Linked DNA regions of Ovis aries: region 2 is linked to region 1. The links are chromatin contacts, called in public Hi-C maps. All regions are on one chromosome and are shown on one strand. The core of a region is the stretch at or near the end of the contact, and the rest is flanking DNA. Distances in the headings are between cores, read along the strand shown.

Region 1 (6,742 bases), core at 3,044-5,543:
GCAGGCAGCAGGGAGTGTCAGGGTGAAGGGAGGAGACTGCAGACACAGGAGAGGAGGCTGCATGCAGCTAGGCCTGCGTAGAGCAGCATGGGAGAGTGAGTCTGAGACTCTAGAGGGTGGCTGATTTCTCTCTGCAGTGGGGCGAGGGCCAGGGAGCGGGCTGGCTCTGAGGTCAGCACCTTCTCTGCTCCAGACCATGCTGCAGCAGGGTGAGGCCATGCATTGCCCACAGTGCCAGATCGTGGTGCAGAAGAAGGACGGCTGCGACTGGATCCGGTGCACTGTCTGCCGCACTGAGATCTGCTGGGTCACCAAGGGCCCCCGCTGGGGCCCCGGGGTGAGTGCCCTGAGAGCAGAGGGCTCAGGAGTACTGGGGAAGGGTGCCCGAGAGTAGAGTTCGGACAAGTCAGCCCATGGGCCAAGTCTAACCCCAGCGCCTGCATTTTTGAAGTTTGTGAACTAAGAAAGCTTTTTGCATTTTTTAAAATGGTTGAACATATCAATACCTATGGCTGATTCATGTTGATGTTTGGCAGAAACCAACACAATACTGTAAAGCAATTATCCTTCAATTAAAAATAAATTAATTTCTAAAAAAAGAGGGAGGCTTGAAGCTAGAAAGCCTGGGTTTTAACTTTTCCCCAAACTAATTGTGCATATATTCTTGATTAAATGAGAATAATAAAAGAAATACAATTTTTAAAATGGTTGAACGTATTAAAAGGAGCATATTTTGTGACATGTAAAAATTATATGAAACCCGAAGTTTAGTGTCCATAAGTACAGTTTTGTGGGAGCCCCGCACATTCATTGGCATACAGTCTGTGGCTGCTTTTGTGCTACAAGGACAGAGCCCGTCTGGCTGGCAAAGCCTCAGATAACTGTCTGATCTTTTACAGAAATATTTGCCCACCACTGCCCTAGAGGGTGCATGTGGGAGTCTGAAGTGGAGGAGTGGGTCCCTGGCTCTGGCGCACACTGACCGTGTGGTTATGCTGTTACTCCCTTCTCTGAGCCTCAGTTTCTTCTGTAAAATGGAGATGATAGCAGAGCCCATCTCAGGCTTCCTGTCAGAATCAAATGGAAAACATGCGAGAGCAGTGGTATCTGTCATCGTGAGGAGTGTTCTTGGAGTTGGGGCTGGTGTTGTTCATGTCCAGGCAGGCAGTGAGACTGGTAGAGGTGGAAGGAGTGCTCCCTCCTGCCACCAGCACGCTGACCCCCTCCAAATATGCAAAAATTCATTAGGTCCTTTGCGGCTCTGGGTCTCAGGTTGGGTAGATAGAGACCACATAATTGAGGGTGCTACCAGAGACCAGAAAAGCCTTGAGAACTGCCTCCATCTGGTAGCTGAGGCTATGAGGGTCATTCTTAGCAGCAGAATGTGCCCAGGCCAAGACCCAGGGTGGGCGAGTGCGCTTCATGGGTGTGATGGGGTGCCTGGGGCGGGGGAGGGGCACTGCTCTCTTCTCTGCCCTGACCTTCTCTCTTCTCCCCCCTCATCCCCTAGGGCCCGGGAGACACCAGCGGGGGCTGCCGCTGCCGGGTGAATGGGATTCCGTGCCACCCCAGCTGTCAGAATTGCCACTAAGCTGGGATGGCCTGGTCCCCCTGCTGACCCAGCCTCACATCTACAGGCTTCTGTGAGACAGGCCTGGTGCTTTGGCTCTGATTTCTAGCTGGGAAGATGCCTTTGCGCTCGGCTGAGACAGGGGCCCTGAAGTGGCCAAGGCCCCTGAGCTGCGTGGATGGCCTTGTTTGCTGTGGGCATTGTAAGGGCCCTGCCTGAGCTGGCCATTGTCCATGGCTGCATCTGCTCCAGTGCCTTTGTCCTTCCCCTGGGGCTCACCAGCCAGACCTTTCATCTCTCTGCGGCTCCCATCTGTCTGACCCAGCCTTAAATATAGCCCCAGCCAGAGGCCTTGCTGGATGGAGCCTCTGAGAGCTCTGGATGAGTCCATACACCCCTCATCCACCATGCTCTCAGCCTGCGGCCTCTCCTACTGGCTTTCTGGGGGTGACTTTTCTCTGGCTTTGCTGTTGGAGGCCTGGGGGCCTCTTAGAATTGCTGCTAATTCTGCTTAGAGCCAGGAGGGAGACCTGGCATCCTGAAGACAGCCCAGCCAGTTCAGCTTCTGCACTCCCTCTTCGCTGCCTGTGTACACTGATTAAAACGGTTTTCCAGGAAGGCCTGAGTGTGATGTCATGAGAGAGAGCAGAGGGGTCATGGGCTGGGACTCTGCACCGAGACAGGCAGGGGCCCAAGCTTTCTGGGAATTGCAGTCAAAAGTTGATGTGTCACCCCTGTCAGTGTAGAACGAGGGTGCGAACAGAGCACAGGGATCCTTGCTCCGGACTTGGCACCCCTGTACCCACTTGAGGGCAGCATGCTGTGGGTCAACCTTGACCTGGACAGGCAGCTTGCACTGTGTTGAGAGTCTGCCAGCTGGTGTCTGCAGGTGTGTGTGGGCTTCAGGCGGGGCGGGAGGGGCTGGGGCAGCAGCTACAGGCTGGCAGGAAATTCTTGCTGTGAATTTCTAGCCTCTCAGTGGGCATCCACTGTCAGGGAACAGAGATATTTCAGGAAGAGGTGAACATGCCGCTGTTGCAGGGTGATGCTGTGAGCATTTTTAACATCTGCAATAAGATGGCACATTATTGGTCCAGTGCTCTTTACTAGACCTATTCTGTGCTGGTCAGATGAATAAAATATGGTTCTGGGTGTTGATTCTGGAAGTTTTTACCCCCTACTTGGACCCCTCTAACTACCCCCTGCCCCCAATGAAGGCCAGCACACTGTCTGAGCCAGGATGTGGAGCATCATTACAACAGGTGGAGGGCATCTTTGCGGCTCACAGTCTAGACTCCAGGCTCCAGGATTTTTGAAAGTGTTAGTTGCTCAGTCATGTCCAACTCTTTGGGACCCCATGGACTGTAGCCCTCTCTGTCCTCTGTCCATGGGATTTTCCAGGTAAGAATACTGGAGTGGGTTGTCATTTCCTCCAGGAATCTTCCCAACCCAGGGATCAAACCTGGGTCTCGCATCTTATAGGAATATGCTTTACTGTCTGAGCCACCAGGAATTGGGAGGTGCCATTTGGAGGGAGAGGAGGAGAAGGGCTTATTTTAGACCCTAGAAAGGAACTGCCATTCTGGTCCTGGGTGCCAAGGCTCAAGAGAGTTGACCCCAGGGTCTGTGAGCAGAGAGGTGAGATAATGTGAGCGCTTTCCTGCTCTGCATCAGCTCATGAATCATGAAGGCTTTCCCTCCCTGGGAGTAAGAAGGAGTCAGGCAGAGCCACTGACCAGAGGAAACAGCAAGCTGAGCTGAGCTGGGCTCCAGGAGAGCACGGGGCCCACCCAGACCAGGACCAAGTGCTTGCTCTCACCAGCTCCTCCACCCTCCCTCTCTTGCCAGGGCCTGTCTTGGCCTTGGTGAACCGTAGAAGCCTATTGTGGAGCAAAGTAGACCACTCTTTTGGTGCACAGGCACGAACTACTAAGCCCCAGGCTATAACCAGTCTACCTAGTCTTGTTTTATAAACTTGAATTGGTTGCCAGTATTTTTAAATTGAAGATGCTACATTAAAATCTAGATGCCCAACTTCTCTTGAAAAACACTGAAGCTTGGTAATCTGGGTCCTCATTTCCACGTGGCAGGTCCAGATCACATGATGTTCCTGATCCAGCTCACTGCAGTCCTTCACCCCTAGAGCTTGTCACACCACACTTCCCAGTGTCCTTGCACCATTCTTTTGGCATTGAGTACTAAGAAATGTTAATGAAATGTTTCTTTACCCATGGCTGTGTCAAAAAAGTGAGGACAAGAGGGAAGTGGGAACCGCATGGGCCGAATCTTTTACTTGGCCCACTCCATCTGCACCAAAGCGTGCAAGCGGGTTTATGTCTGCTGCAGCCAAATAGGGGGGTCAGGAGGGCAAATGGGAGGGTGCAGGGCTGTCCTAGGGTTCTAGCTTCCAGCACCATACATCACATGCCGGTGGGTGAAGAACCTAAGATGGGCAGGCTCACAAGTGCTCCCCACTGCAGTCAAGTGGAGGCACCACCCTCTCGCAAGGAGTCACCCCAAACAGGGCCCTGGCATGAACTCTCCGGGGCGGACTTGAAACCAAACCCACAGGCTTTGGACTCAAGCCATTGACCTGAGGAGGCAGCAGGAGGTCCCAGAGGTACTTGTGTGACACAGTTTTTCTCTCCAGGGCCAGTGGAAGCACACTGCTCAGATAAAGAGCAGCTGCTGATGTGGGCAGGAAGTGGTGAATGGGCCCCACAGCCTGTGTCAGAGTAACACGTGTCGTCTTCTAGTGTCTGGGGCTGCCATGAAAGCCACTCACTTAAAAAGCAGGAAGCTGGAGGCAAGCCCACAGCCTTGCCAGCTCACAAAGGCTGCTTGACAAATTCCAACCATATGTTAAATCTGGAGAAAAGAGCCTTTGAGAACTGGGAAAAAAGCAGCAGGATCCACCAGCAGCAAACATGGAGGGGACGGTAGGGCAAATGGAAGTACGCAAGCCAGGCTGAGCTCAGGTGCCACCATCTGGTAGTCGTATTTGGCAGAAGCTTCTGGCCCATTCTTCCTTTCAATTGCCACTTAATCCAGGGATGAGCTCCCAGGGCCCAAGTGCAAGGCTGAATTAAGGTGTTTACTGATCCATATATGTTCACGGAAATGAAATCAAAATACTTGTATAACTTCAGTTTGTAAGACGTTTTCACAAACGTCAGTTCATTAAACCATCCATGGTGGGTTGAGACTATCTCTATTTTACTGTCACTGACAATGAGTTTGAGAGATGTAGTGCCTTGGAGAAGCTCACATTGCCAACGAGAGACACATTTGCCATCATGTTACCAGTCACTCTCTCCAAACCGAGTTTTGGTCATGGCCCATCCTCACCCTACAAATTGCCTACCGGGGGAGTTCCAGTTGCTTTCCACAGATCTCAAAACTCTCCTCCGCCTGAGCCCCATTGACAATGCACACTCCCATCTCTGTACAAAACACCCACACTTTTTATTCAGCTGTTATTTTTACAGTTTTTCCTTCAGCCTTGTGTGTTGTGTAATACTTTATGATATCATGCTTCTCCAATTCTCCAACGTCAACTGGGCATCCAGTAATTCAATCTGGTTCTGACACTATCTACCTGGGGAGTTAGCATCAGATGCCACAAGTTAAAGGGCTTAGTCCCACAAGGCTGTCCCATCTCAGATCCAGTTGCAAATGTGGTGCCCAGACCACCTACACTTCTGCCTGGTCAACTACAAGTTCACCAGTTTCCACAAAACCCTCTCAGGTTCACTAATTTGCTGGAAGTGCTCACAGAACTCAAGAAAACACTTCACTTACATGTACTGATTTACTGTAAAGGATGCAACTCACTAACAGCCAAATAAAAGAGATGCGTAGGGCAAGGAATGGCGGGAGGGCTGCAGTATTCCCAAGCCATTGCGGGCCATGTGATCCTCCCAGCACTTTGATGTATTCAGCAACCCAGCAACTCTCTGAACTTCTGAACCAAGAGTTTCTGCAGCCCTCAATGTCCAGCCTCTTCTCCCCTCCCAGGTCACTGGTGAGGCTCAAAATTCCCACTATGTAAGTTGGTATAGCCACTATGGAGAACAGTATGGAGGTTACTAAAACACTAAAATGGTCCTGCAATCCCACCTGGGCATATGTCCAGGGAAAAACATGATCTGAAAGGAAATACACACCCCAGTGTTCACTGCAGCACTGTTTACAACAGCCAAGACATGGATGCTACCTAAATGTCCATCGACAGAGGAATGGATAAAGATGTGACACGTGTACACAATGGAGTATTTCTCATTAAAATAAATGAAATAATGCCATTTGCAAAAACATGGATGGACCTAGTCATACTGAGTGAAGAAATTCACACAAAGGAGGAGAAATATGACATCCCTCATATGTAGAATCTTAAAAACATGATATGAATAAACTTACTTAGAAATCAGAAACATACAGACTTCATGAACCAGCTTACGGTTGCCAGGGTGGAGGGGTGGGGATGGGGGAAGGGATAGAGAGTGAGTTTGGGGTGAATAGGTACACACTGCTGTATTTAAAATGGATAACCAACAAGGCCCTACTGTATAGCACATAGAATTCTGCTCAGTGTTATGTGGCAGGTTAGATGGGAGAAGTGTTTAGGGGAGAATGGGTACATGTATATGTATGGATGAGTCCCTTCACTGTTCACGTGAAACTATCACGCTGTTTGCTAATCAGCTATACTCCAATACAAAATAAAAAGTGAAAATAATTCCCCACTGTATCTTTCTGGTGTTCTATCCCATCCTAAGGCTATTGAGGGGTCCAACCTTAACTCACCTCAATTATCAACCCAGTTGGAATCAAAAGGAAATCATTATGAACAACAAAAGACACCCTTATCACTCAAAATTCTAAGGCTTTTAGGGGAACTGGTGACAAAACCCAAATATTTATTACACCACACATACCTTTCCTTCAGTTTTCCATTTATCAAATTTCTCTTTACATTTAACCAACTATGAAACTGCTACTGAAAATACATTGCTCCTTCAATGCAGCTCTCTGGTGAGCTCCCAGAGGCAGAGTGGTGTCCTGGCCAGCCCTGTATCCTCCGTGAGTCAAATCAAAGGACAGCATGGGCAGCTGGCCTATGGTGGTGGGACACAGTCAGAGAGCCAAGTGACGCCTGCTCAGCCTTCAGCC
Region 2 (6,742 bases), core at 2,185-4,684, 76 kb before region 1:
ACTGTACCACCAGGGAAGACCTGTTTCCAATCTTTTGCTATTCCGGCACTTCATTTTACCCCCAACATCTCTGAATCCATTGATTTCTGGGCAAGGAGACATCATCTCTAATGTGGAGCCTCCTTTGTTCTCCTTTGTACACAGAAGAACTGTACAAAAAAGATCTTCACGACCAAGATAATCACTACGGTGTGATCACTCACCCAGAGCCAGACATCCTGGAACGTGAAGTCAAGTGGGCCTTAGAAAGCATCACTACGAACAAAGCTAGTGGAGGTGATGGAATTCCAGTTGAGCTATTCCAAATCCTGAAAGATGATGCTGTGAAAGTGCTGCACTCAATATGCCAGCAACTTCAGAAAACTCAGCAGTGGCAACAGGACTGGAAAAGGTCAGTTTTCATTCCAATTCCAAAGAAAGGCAATTCCAAAGAATGCTCAAACTACTGCACAATTGCACTCATCTCACACACTAGTAAAGCAATACTCAAAATCCTCCAAGCCAGGCTTCAGTAATACATGAATTGTGAACTTCCAGATGTTCAAGCTGGTTTTAGAAAAAGCGTAGGAACCAGAGATCAAATTGCCAACATCCACTGGATCATGGAAAAAGCAAGAAAGTTCCAGAAAAACATCTATTTCTGCTTTATTGACTATGCCAAAGCCTTTGACTGTGTGGATCATAATAAACTGTGGAAAATTCTGAAAGAGATGGGAATACCAGACCACCTCTTGGGAAACTTATATGCAGGTCAGGAAGCAACAGTTAGAACTAGACATGGAACAACAGACTGGTTTCAAATAGCTTGAAAAGGAGTACATTAAGGTTGTATACTGTCACCCTGCTTATTTAACTTCTATGCAGAGTACATCATGAGAAACGCTGGGCTGGAAGAAACACAAGCTGGCATCAAGATTGCTGGGAGAAATAGCAATAACCTCAGATATGCAGATGACAACACCTTTATGGTAGAAAGTGAAGAGGAACTAAAAGCCTCTTAATGAAAGTGAAAGAGGAGAGTGAAAAAGTTGGCTTAAAGCTCAACATTCAGATAACTAAGATCATGGCATCCGGTCCCATCACTTCATGACAAATAGATGGGGAAACAGTGGAAACAGTGTCAGACTTTATTTTGGGGGGCTCCAAAATCATTGCAGATGGTGACTGCAGCCATGAAATTAAAAGACGCTTACTCCTTAGAAGGATAGTTATGACCAACCTAGATAGCATATTAAAAAGCAGAGATATTACTTTGCCAGCAAAGGTCCGTCTAGTCAAGGCTTTGGTTTTTCCAGTGGTCATGTATGGATGTGAGAGTTGGACTGTGAAGAAGGCAGAGCGCCAAAGAATTGATGCTTTTGAACTGTGGTGTTGGAGAAGACTCTTGATAGTCCTTTGGACTACAAGGAGATCCAACCAGTCCATCCTAAAGGAGATCAGTACTTAATATTCATTGGAAAGACTGATGCTGGCACTGAAACTCCAATACTTTGGCCACTTCATGCGAAGAGTTGACTCATTGGAAAAGACCATGATGCTGGGAAGGATTGGGGGCAGGAGAAGGGGATGACAGAGGATGAGATGGCTGCATGGCATCACTGACTCGATGGATGTGAGTCTGAGTGAACTCCGGGGGTTGGTGATGGACAGAGAGGCCTGGCGTGCTGCGATTCATGGGGTCACAAAGAGTCAGACACAACTGAGCGACTGAACTGACTGACTGACTTGTTACCATGCTTGAGCTTTCTATCCTGTTCTTCCAAGGGATTGGCAGCCAGACAGATCTTTTCAGAGTGCAGATCAGAGCACATCCCTTGCCTCTTTACAACCTTTCCATGGCTCCCTACTACTCTTGGGTTGAAAGCCAAATTCCTTACCTTGGCTTGTGAGGCCTTGAAGGATCTCAGGTCTGCCTGCCTCTCCAGCTTCATCTCCTGTCACAGAGGAGGGCTTCAGTCTTGACTTCCAGGAATTCCTCTTCCTCTCTCCCTCTCTCACACACACATATGCAATTAAAAGTGTGTAAGCAGGGCATACAAAGCACTTAAAGAAACCCTTTGCACTCCCGGAGCATCGTATATTTGCTACTATTAGTCTGTGTTCAATACGTGTCTACTGAGCTCCCAGTTCAATGCCAAGTGCCATGTGAGGCTCGGGGATACAATAGTGAGTGAAGAGGAAGTGTCTTCACTTTGCAGAGTTCATGCATCCCTGTGTCCCCCACTTCCAACCCAAGGAAAGACAGACTGGACACTCAGGGCATGAAAGCACATGTGTGCAGTGGTGCCTGAAGAAGCTTGGAGAGGCGTGGTGACTTTGCCAAGACCATACAGTAAAAGTGGGACAAAGCCCAGGCTGTGGGTGGACACATGACAAGGAATGAGGCTGCCTGGCAAGGGCTGGCTCTCCAGGGAGATGGGCGGGAAGACACACACTCCCCAGGATGGAGCTAGGGGTATGCTGGGAGAGAGAGCAAGGGAGGATCCTTCCAGAAGAGAAAGAACTTGTCTCCCCCAACACCTCCTCTCCCACACCAGCTCCCTTCTGAAGCTAAGTGGCGCCCATCCTCAGCAAGGGGTAGGGACTCACAGAGGGAGAGAATGGACAAAAGATGGGGGACTCGGTGAGAGGGTGAGGACTTTAGTCAGACAAGGGGATTCTGATGCAATCAGGAGGGCACTTCTTAGTAGGAACCCAGGGGGAGAAAGGTGGGGCTCAACCATGGGTGGGGGCTGGAAGAGAGAGCAGGGAGTCTGTGAAGAGGATGGGGCTGTGGCCAGGAGAGGAGGGAGTGAGGGGTCCCTGAGGGAGATGGAGGCCCAGAGGGAACCAAGGATGCAGTGAGGAAATGATGGTGTTCAGTTGCTCAGTGGTGTCCAGCTCTTTGCATGGACTGCAGTGTGCCAAGCTTCCCTGTCCTTCACCATCTCCTGGAGTTTGCTCAAACTCATGTCCATTGAGCCGGTGATGCCATCCAACCACCTCATCCTCTCTTGTCCCCTTCTCCTGCCTTCAATCTTTCCAGCATCAGGGTGTTTTCTAGAGTCAGCTCCTCACATCAGGTGGCCAAAGTATTGGAGCTCCAGCTTCAGCATTAGTCCTTCTAATGAATATTCAGGGTTGATTTCCTTTTCTCCAAGTGAGGAAGTGAAGGTTCAGCAGAGTCAAGGGTCTTCAGTCAGAGGGCTGAGAGATTGATGGAGCAGTCAGGGGAGGAGTTTGAGGGACTGCATGAGGGAGTCGGGTCCAGGGAGGTGGTGGGGTCCCCGCGAGGGGTCTGGGGTCTCAGAGGGAGAAGGCACTTCTTGGAAGGGGAGAGGGGCTCACAGCCCTGCAGGGGTCCGCAATCTGCAGAGCCAGCCCTCGGGGCGGGCTGGCGCCCCCGCCACCCCCGTGTCACCCCCCGCCCCCCGACTGCGGCGCAGGCGCCAACACAACCAGCTTCTGCTCTGCTTGTGCTCGCGCTCAGCAGAGACCGCGGACCAAGAGGTGAGCTCAGCCCCGCTCCACGCGCGGCCCGACCCCCGCCCCTCCTCCTCCCAAGACCCGGAGAGCCCCCCATCCCTGCCGCATCCCCAGTTTGGCCGTGTCCCTCCTCTGGCAGAACGGCGGTGCCCCAGCCCTGGTGTGCCTCGGGCTTTGGGAGGTGGGGTCCCAGGGAAGGAGCAGGGGTCAGAGGTCTCACCAGCCACCCCGCACCAGCCCCCACGCTCCGAGACCCTTCAGGGTCGATAGGCTGGGCGGAGGCCTCCAGGACAAGACCCCACCCACCTCTCTGCGGAAAACTCATCCCCACCCCTCTCTGCCTCAGTTTCCCTCTAGGGAAAAGGATGCGCTTAATCTCGACCAGGGAACCTGTGGTCGGGTCTGAAACAGTGTGAGTTAGGGGGCGGGAGGAGTTGGCCTGCTTTCCTGGGCCTCCGACCACCCCCTCCCCGGCACCTTCTGGCCAGAGAGACATTGGATGCTGGAGTGAGAGGGTCTGGGGGTCTGGGAAGGAGAACTGAGACCCCATTAAGGCGAGAGACTCCATCCATCTTCTGGCCCTTGCGCCTGTCATCGCTCACCTCCTGGCCGCAGCCTCCATCCCCCGAACCCAGGAGCCCCCTCCTCTTCCCGGAGCTCCTCCCGCTTCCTGCCTAAGGACAGCTCCCTGGCGGTTCCTATGGCAACCTAGGTCCGGGGTCGTCAGCATCCTCTCCCTCCCTTCCCCACACCGCCTGTCCGCCTCCTGGCAACCCTAAAAGGAAAGGGAGGGGCCAGGTCGACGAGCGCGGGGTCAGCGTCAAGGTCACCTTCCTGCTCCGACGCCAGTGGGATCAGGTGATCGTGTGGGTTTGGAGAAAAGGGACATTGAGATGCAAGGGAGGAGCTAACCCAGGCGGACGAACCCCCGCGCCCCTCCCTGTCCCCTCCCCTAGGACCATCCATCAGTGGTGGTTGTCTTCTCACCCACCCCGGCCTCCTCCCCTGGGCGGGCCCCGCTCTGGCCAACCCTTCTGTAGAGTCCCGCCTCTGCCCCCCCCCCCCCCCCCCCCCCCCCCCCCCCCCCCCCCCCCCCCCCCCCCCCCCCCCGCCCCTGCCCCGCCCCCCCGCCCCTGCCCCGCCCCCGCCCCTGCCCCCGCCCCCGCCCCCGCCCACCCCCGCCCCCCCGCCCCCTGCCCCGCCCCCGCCCCCGCGCCGCAGGCTCTCTTCACCGACTTCGGTCGGTCTTCTTTCTCCGTCTTTCGCTTTTGGTCTTGCCCTTTCCCCATTGTCTGTCAATTGCGGAAGAGAGGGCGGGGCGATGTCTTTTACACTTTTTCCGTTCCCCTCGTGCGCTTTGGGTGAGAGTTGTGGAGAGCTACGATTTATGGGCGAGTTTTTAAGCCGCACCTGTGTGCCGGTGTGGATCCATAGGATTACCTCCAATACGCGCTGTGTGTATGTGTCTGTGTATATGGGTTTGTGTGGTGTGTCTCTTTGTGCTGCGTGTCTCTACGTGGTCTACGTGTGGCTGTCTGTATGTCTCTGTGGTGTTTGTGTGTTTGTGTTGGGGGGGGTGTGTGTGTGCATCTATCTGTGTATGTCTCTGGTGTATGTGTGTATGTGTGTTACTGTGGTATCTGTTTGTGTGCTGGTGAGTCTCTCTACACAAGGATTTGAGGGCCACAGTTTAGAAATGAGAGGGGGCTAGAAATTTGTTTTATCCTTCAGTGTGAGCACATTACTTCATTTTGTTTGAAGGCGTTCAGAGGGCCTTTGAGCCATCATGGGGTGGAGGGGAGCCCAGTCCCTCCCAGCATCTCACAGCCCCTTTGCTTTTAGTCCTAAGGATACCCTCCATTCCCTAGGCCTCAGTGTCTCCACTTGTGAGAAGCAAGGTCCTTAGAAAGGTGTCTATAGAAATCTGATCTTGAACCTCAACCCTGTAGCCTGAAGGCCTCCGATTGTCACCTTCTGTGGAGTCAAGATGTCTTGGGACTTAGAGATTTTTGCCTTCTGAAAGGGCAGCCCTGGGGAGGGATTTTTGAGGACCTTGCAGTTCGGGGAGCTGTCCCCTGTGGGACAAGTGGCAGCCATGGCAGTTAACCCCCAGAATACCTTGAAAGGCGAGGAAATTAAGGGGAAGACATTTGGAGAAGAAATGGAGATGAGGAGCTCTCACTCTAGACATGGGACTCGAGACGTTCAGGATGAAACAACAAAGACATCAGAGTGATAATCACAGAAGCTATCATTTCTTGGCACTGGACACAGTGACTGTATGAAGCAGGTATATGATCAGCTCTGTTTTACAGCTGAGGAAACTGAGACTCAGAGAGGTGAAAACACTTGTTGGACGTCACACAGCAAGGATGTGGTGGATCCTGGATTCCAAACTAGCCAGTCAGGCTCCAGAACCCACAGTCCCAGCCTGGGCTACCTCCAGAGTTAACATGTACATTTATTGCCACCAACAAATTGCCGGGCTATGGGCTAAACATGCACGGACTTGGCTCATTCTCACTATACTCAGGGAAAGACAGGCCAGCATTCCCGAAGGGCAGGCTCTGCTGAGTGTGAGGTGCCTATAATGTGTGGAGAGGTAAAAGGAGCATGACCTCTCAGGGGTCCTTGGAGAGTCTCCATGGGCAGCCCTCACTGACCCCTCCCTCTGTCCACTGCACCTGGCCCACCCCACAGGGACCCAGGATGCCGAGCTGTGACCGTCCCTGCAGCTGCAGCCGAGGCCCTAATGTGGAAGATGGCAAATGGTATGGGGTCCGCTCCTATCTACACCTCTTCTACGAGGACTGTGCAGGTACCACCCTCAGCGATGACCCTGAGGGGCCTCCCGTACTGTGCCCTCACCAGTCTTGGCCCACACTGTGCTGGAAGGTAAGATGGGAAGAGGAGCAACTCGTGATGTCCTGTGGTTTCAGGGAGGAGGTGGGACCAGTGAATGGAAAGGAAAGGGACTGTGTAGCAAGTTAGAATCTTGCATGTTCAGGCAACAGGAAAGCCAACTCAAATGAGTTTCAAGAATAAAGGGGAAATATTACTTATTTTATAGAAGAGACCAGAGGTTGAGTGTCTTCAGGCAAAGTTCGATCCAGCAGTTCAAACCATCACCCTGAAGACTCAAGGTTTCCTTCAGCCTCCCTGTGATACCCTTGCAGCCCCTTAGCATCAGGCAGCCCCCACGTGTTCTCCAAATGGCTGCTTCCATGATGACCCTCAGTCTCTTATTCCACACCATCTGAAGGAAATCAGAATTTCC

What was found. Hi-C and Micro-C count contacts between places; a contact is called where the count stands out from the background.
Region 2: a contact with region 1 is called in a Hi-C map of blood, with 2.4 times the contacts expected there. The contact joins the promoter of NRSN2 here to the enhancer-like site in region 1. A contact is called at or near these places in 6 of 16 Hi-C or Micro-C datasets (blood, liver, mixed tissues and 2 more).

Annotation. Positions count from the first base shown.
Region 1 is chr13:60,263,847-60,270,588 of ARS-UI_Ramb_v3.0, reverse strand. RBCK1 (RANBP2-type and C3HC4-type zinc finger containing 1) reads left to right here. Exons shown (of 12, transcript XM_060397006.1): 11 at 138-337; 12 at 1,511-2,188. The coding sequence ends at 1,591. Among named protein-coding and RNA genes, the nearest start is that of RBCK1, 19 kb to the left of the region's middle. Within about 2 kb of position 4,293, at least 12 of the 54 cell types and tissues checked have an H3K27ac peak or open chromatin away from gene starts, as enhancers often do. A contact at or near this core is called in liver, where this site is marked.
Region 2 is chr13:60,338,921-60,345,662 of ARS-UI_Ramb_v3.0, reverse strand. It overlaps NRSN2 (neurensin 2), which reads left to right and starts at 3,434. Exons shown (of 3, transcript XM_004014464.5): 1 at 3,434-3,489; 2 at 6,166-6,360. The coding sequence starts at 6,175.